Linked DNA regions of Gasterosteus aculeatus: region 2 is linked to region 1. A link is a contact called in public Hi-C data. All regions are on one chromosome and are shown on one strand. The core of a region is the stretch at or near the end of the contact, and the rest is flanking DNA. Distances in the headings are between cores, read along the strand shown. Region 1 holds the start of efnb2a (ephrin-B2a). Region 2 holds the start of gtpbp8 (GTP binding protein 8).

Region 1 (2,700 bases), core at 150-2,649:
ATCCCCCAACGGCGACAACGAGACGGCAACGGAAAATCAGTTAAGCCGTAAAGCAATGAGCGTGTCTAAATACAGCCGCTTCCACACGGGCTGCTGGCGTGGATGATGTCTGTATAATTCCCGACATATTACCCGTGTTGTTAACATCAATTCTTCTCAGTTACCCAAACAGGTTGGGAGTTTAGCTGCACGGCAGATCTTTATATCGGATGTTTACGGAGTATTATGGTTATCTGAGAAACGCGCCAAACGCGTGATCAAATATGAACTGTAGTTATATTTTTTTTTTACAAAATATTACTTTCGCGACCCGTTTAATCACATTAGCGCGTCAGAAAGGAGGTGGCGATAACACGCGAATATTAATTCAGTTGCAAATCACGCGGTGCTGACTGCTCTTTGTTCCACTCGCGATATTCTGAATTTGAAAGATGATTGTAATAAAATACCGCAAAGGCAGGCAAGCCGACATTAAATTGCTATATTTTTCCACGGAGTCTGGCATCGAATCGTCGCCCCGCGCACGGAGCTACGCGGGCCAGGTGTCCGCGCGGCGTGTCTCACTTACTTGGTATTTGTTGTGTTCCAGTAGATGGACTCCAGGATCAGCGCCCGGCACAAGTCCACTTCGAAGGCAATAAATAAAACTCCAAAATAATATCTCCACATCGAGTCACCCATGGTTAGCCGGCGCGCCTCCAGTTGGTGCCCGATCCTCCTCGAAATCACCAAATGTGTCCACAAAAATAGAGCGCAGGACAAGCGCTCCGGAAAAGGCTGACCGCGGCAATGTCTTCACCTTATATCCCGATCCAATGGAGGAGGGGGGGGGGGGGACAAACTCCGATCAGACCTCGTAGAGCACCTCCACGAGAGAGACCTGTTCCAAAAAAGCCAAAGGCGCACGCCAGTAGTTCATTCGGCGGACAGCGGCTTTGTATTCTCCCCCGTTCAGAGCGCAGACTTCACCTCGCTCCAATACATCCCTCAGAGACAAAAAGGTGTCGGTGTCCGCTGTAAATCCCCCCTGCGTTATAGTCCAGGAGTCCCGCCAACATCCAGAGCAGCAGCAGAGAGTAGGACAGCGGTGGCTGGGGTGGAATGCTCAGATATTCCCCTTTCAGACAGTTCTGGTGGACAGCAGCAAACTGTGGCCGACGGCAGCAGAAAAATGACACGCAGGAATCAATGAGGTCGAATGGTCAAAATGAAGAAAATGATTAAATATGAGAATGAACGAAATCAAAGGAGCGGGGATGGAAGTTATCCTACTAGAGGTCTCCAACGAGCGATGCGGCTGAATGCTACAGATCCGTCCCGAAACGCCCGCGCACCGCGTAGGGATGGTGCCTCAGCGCCGCTCTGAAACCTGGATGGAAAGTAACTGCAAGCACCGCGACGGGGAATTTGGTAGAGCTGGTTTGGCACGGCCCCGCCCCCCGCCGCCGCTGATTGGTCGCTGCGCGGTGAAGTTAGTGGGAGCTTTGTTGTCAGTCAACGGGGCAACTGGTTCTGTGCGGTGACCAGTGGGGAGCAAAATGGGAAGAACGGAGTGAATCGGCTGAATTCCAGTGCTGAAAGTGTCCTACGTGATAAGAATGGATCTAATTCCTTCAATAATACTTCACATGATAGAAAAGGTTGTGACATGGGTGATGACACGAGCCTGTTTCCTCTATAAGATAAAAGCTGAGCGTGACTCGTCTTTTTATAGCTCCCAAACAACGCACAGCGCGCGCTGCCCGCACGCGAACGCAGTCTGAGACCCCGTGATGGAAAACAGCGAGAAACACAGGCTGCCGTGACGCTCGCGGTGCTGGTGCATGTGTCTCCGGCGAGCGCGCGACGGGGCTCTCCGTGTTTTTGGAAAGACAAGAGCGCCCACTAGTGGAGGATCCACTGAGGAGAGGCGGAAGCTAAGGTTTCATCCTGTTTATATGAAATGTAAAGGCACCAACACACAACTGTGTCCATCAACAGCCAACACAATAGAACGTTCAAGTATTTAAACACGTTTAGTCTTGACGTAGACAGTTCAAATAGTTTGTAACTTTAAAAAAAGGCTTTAGCAGGCTTGTTTTTTTTTCCTCTGCCCCAATTATTCAGTTATTAGCATCCACGTTGCCTAGAATTGCTTCCTGAACCACTAACCATCATATCAATACCTTTAAAGCCTAATTGAAATGGCGCGTTCACGCCTCCCGCCCGCGGCCCCCAGCAGCACAATGCGCGTGCCAACCTCTCGCACCTCCCGACGACTTGATTCGATCACGAGCTCCTTTCCGCGCGGTGGCTCGCGGCCGTTTGCGTAGCGACGGTCGGGCTGATAGATCTTCGGGAGATAATTGAGGAGTCCGATTCGGCTTCTCTCACCTCCCGCCGTGGAATAAACACCCGCAGGAGGCGCGGCTCTGCGCGCAGACGGCGTGTTTATTGGTGTGGATTTGATACCGAGACGGTTTAACGGAAGAAGTCACCGATGTGCGAATTAGATTAGCAGGACACCCGCCTTACTTAATTAAACGGGCAGACGTATTTAAACGTGTGTGACTACAAAGGTGTAATCAGGACTTGCAAATTTAGTTTATTTTATGTATTTGTTTATTTGTGAAAAGGGTGATTATGAAGATTAATATAATTGCACAATGTATTTTGTCTTGTTTCTCAACGTTAAAAACCTAAAACACGTCTGTTAAACTC
Region 2 (2,980 bases), core at 63-2,562, 760 kb before region 1:
AAACGTTGCCATGTGAATATGAGGATGTGTGAGACCTGAGGAACATCCCTGCTTGTGTTCAGCACAAAAAACCCGTCGACAAGACGCATCTGTATGACCACGTCTGCCCCCGTGGGATGACACGTGACCCTTACGTGTACCTTACACCAACGTCTTCTGTAACTAGCAAACTGTTAACGATGTACCTGCACCGAAAAAAACCCGTCTGGCATTAAAGCGTTTTATCCGGCGGGCCCTGTGGTTCTTTGCTGGGGCCTCCACCGTCTCTACAGCACATGTCTACCGAGTTCAGCCGTGGTCGGGACACGTTGGGAGCACAGTTGTTAACAGCGTGACAGAGGACACTCGCTAACCTCAGGCGGTTTCAGCGCAGGGACGTGGTCCATCCTTTCCGCAGAGATGTAGTAATCAATCTTATGGGATGGAGACGAGATGAAGAGCTTCTCTGCTTCAACCATGTCCTCCAAACTGGGATGAAAGAGCTGGAACTGAGTCCTGTCCACTGACCTGAAAACAAAGGACTCACTTCACGCTCTGAAAGAGTACCTGGACAAAGACATGCTGCCTCTGGAATCTACACACTCCTTTCAGATGAAAGCAAAGACACTACCTGTCCAGGTAAGCCTCCAGAGCACTGAAGGGGTAGAGTAAGCTTTGGGCTTTCTTTGGGGGCAGAACGGTTGCTTTCTGAAGCGAGGCCAGTTTGTGGACACTGTGCCAGGAGACAGGACAAACCTGTGTCCCAGGCTGAAGCCAAAGGGACAGCCGGAGACCAAACATCTTCCTCTGCAGGTCTCAGACCAGCCTGCAGCGGAGAGAAGGATCCGGTGATTACGTGCAGCCTTGTCAAACATTCTACTGTAAACTAGCGTTGGTGTGGATCCGGCGTGACGTCACTTTCGCCCCACATATTACTGCCGACTACACGAGGTTATTACACATATGTAACCTTAGTTAACAGGAAACGAGAGACATGTTAGTCCGGAAGGATTGTAAAATATGTTGTAGAAAGACATTTATAAAAAGTAGCGTTAACCTTCTCGGTGTGACTTTAGCTGTGCACCTGAGGAAGAATAGTTTGGCTAGCAAACTACCTAAACATTAGCATTGAGCTACAAACATTAGCATTAAGCTACGTAACATTTCAAGATGCGGGTTCATTTCACTACTTACCGAACATCCAATATTTCCATTGCTATAAAATGAAGGAATGAACTCTGGTGAAAACTGTCACCAACATAACTGTCCTGTTACAAGTTCTTCCACTGTCCTCCATGTCACGTGCACCGCTCAAATAAGTCCGACTGAAACAGTTCTCATTCAAGGTTCCGCTGCCTTTGTTGTTATTTTAACAAACCATTCGGAACCTTATAATAATAAACTAATCGAAATAAAATAAATAAATTTGTTTGTACATATTTCTTAATACTAAATATCAGCAATAGTAGCAGTAGTAATATAATAACTAATCTTAATGTGTGTGTTTTAGTAAAGCATAGGCTGAAAAGAGATTAATTCTAAATCTTAGTAATAATAATACATTTTATTTATATAGCACTTTTACAAAATACTCAGACGCTTTACATGGTTAAAATAAAGATAAACAAAGACATCTTGCATTGAGGGTACAGTGCTAACCACCACACCACCGTGCTGCCCATCAGTGTCACAGTCTCCTGTTAAAAGCCTCCTTGACCTCGGTTAGCGGCTCTCGCCTTCCTGAGCCACTGTGTTGTATTTGGTCATAGAGTGTGGTTTGTTTCTACACTAAACAACATTGCATACACGCTTTCCACTCATGCACTCACCTTAACTACAACAGTTGCTGATACCACACTCCACTGTGTCTTTCTTGGTAAATTGAATCTAATACATACACTTAATCTGCTTGGTTGTGTGTGTCTCTTCTGTCATGGCCGTGCGGCCCGCTTGGTGACGAGTGGGGGCTTGTACAGCGCTGCGCTCACATCTCCATCCTTGTGCTAATCCATCGATTAGCGATCGGGGGAGTAATTGTTTCATATCCAGCCACATTCTTCATATTGATGCATGGCTGGTAGCACGCATAGCAGCATTCCCGCTGCTGGTGGGGGGGGGGGGGGACGTCTCCCCTCCCCGGGGGAAGGTACTGTTCTAGCTGTCACATACATCCTCCATCACCCTCTTGGTGGGGATTATTGAGAATCACAATACTGACGTTTGCGTAGAGCGCGCCAAGGAAACGTCCTCATAAATTCGGTTGGAGGAGGTGGCAGTGATAAGAGCGCCTCCAGGCTTCTCTCCCACTCCGCATTCCTGCGCGCTGAGTTTCCTGGTAGGAAATGGACTTTCGTCGATAGTCAGGAAGGTGGTCAGGTTTCACAGGTCCATGAGCACAAAGTGCTTATTCTCCCCCTAGTTGGGGGACAAGAGATCACTTCTAATATTTATCCAGCTATGATTGATGATTTGAGAGGTACATTCGGCACACTGGGGGCTTTCTCACTTTCAGCTTTAAGAATCCAAGTGATCCACTCATGGGTCGCCCACTATTTGGGGACCCCTTTCTCTCCACATGATGGCAGTGCAGACCTGGTAAAAGCGGCGCTCTGCAAGCTAATTAAATGTCTGCCTTCGCCACCTCGTGCCAATCCTCCCTCTGCTCCATCTGGCTTTTATGACCTGATGTGATTCATAGGAAGTTCACCGAGCAAATTAATTCACACGGTCTCCAATTACAGCTCTCATATTCTCCCTGTCCTTTTGCAGTGGGGTCTTTTATATTCTAATATGCCGTCTGGTAAGGCCTGTGCCTCGTTTCATTTATCACCCGTTTAAGAGAATACCATATGAATCAAGGGCCTTATTACGATTGAAAATGAAGTATGTAACTGATTCATTCCCCCCGTCTCTGTCTTTCTTTATTGACTGTGTGTCTTGTGCAGCGTTGAATGAGTGCGGCGCTTGTGTTCAGCGGTGAAATAAATAGCTTGGATCGAAA

What was found. Hi-C and Micro-C count contacts between places; a contact is called where the count stands out from the background.
Region 2: a contact with region 1 is called in a Hi-C map of whole body, with 5 times the contacts expected there. The contact joins the promoter of gtpbp8 here to the promoter of efnb2a in region 1. A contact is called at or near these places in 3 of 6 Hi-C or Micro-C datasets (skeletal muscle and whole body).

What each region holds. Positions count from the first base shown.
Region 1 is chr16:1,046,437-1,049,136 of fGasAcu3.hap1.1, reverse strand. It overlaps efnb2a (ephrin-B2a), which reads right to left and starts at 1,399. Exons shown (of 5, transcript XM_040202553.2): 1 at 569-1,399. The coding sequence starts at 681.
Region 2 is chr16:1,806,834-1,809,813 of fGasAcu3.hap1.1, reverse strand. gtpbp8 (GTP binding protein 8) reads right to left here and starts at 1,312. Exons shown (of 8, transcript XM_040201813.2): 1 at 1,174-1,312; 2 at 611-805; 3 at 354-507. The coding sequence starts at 780.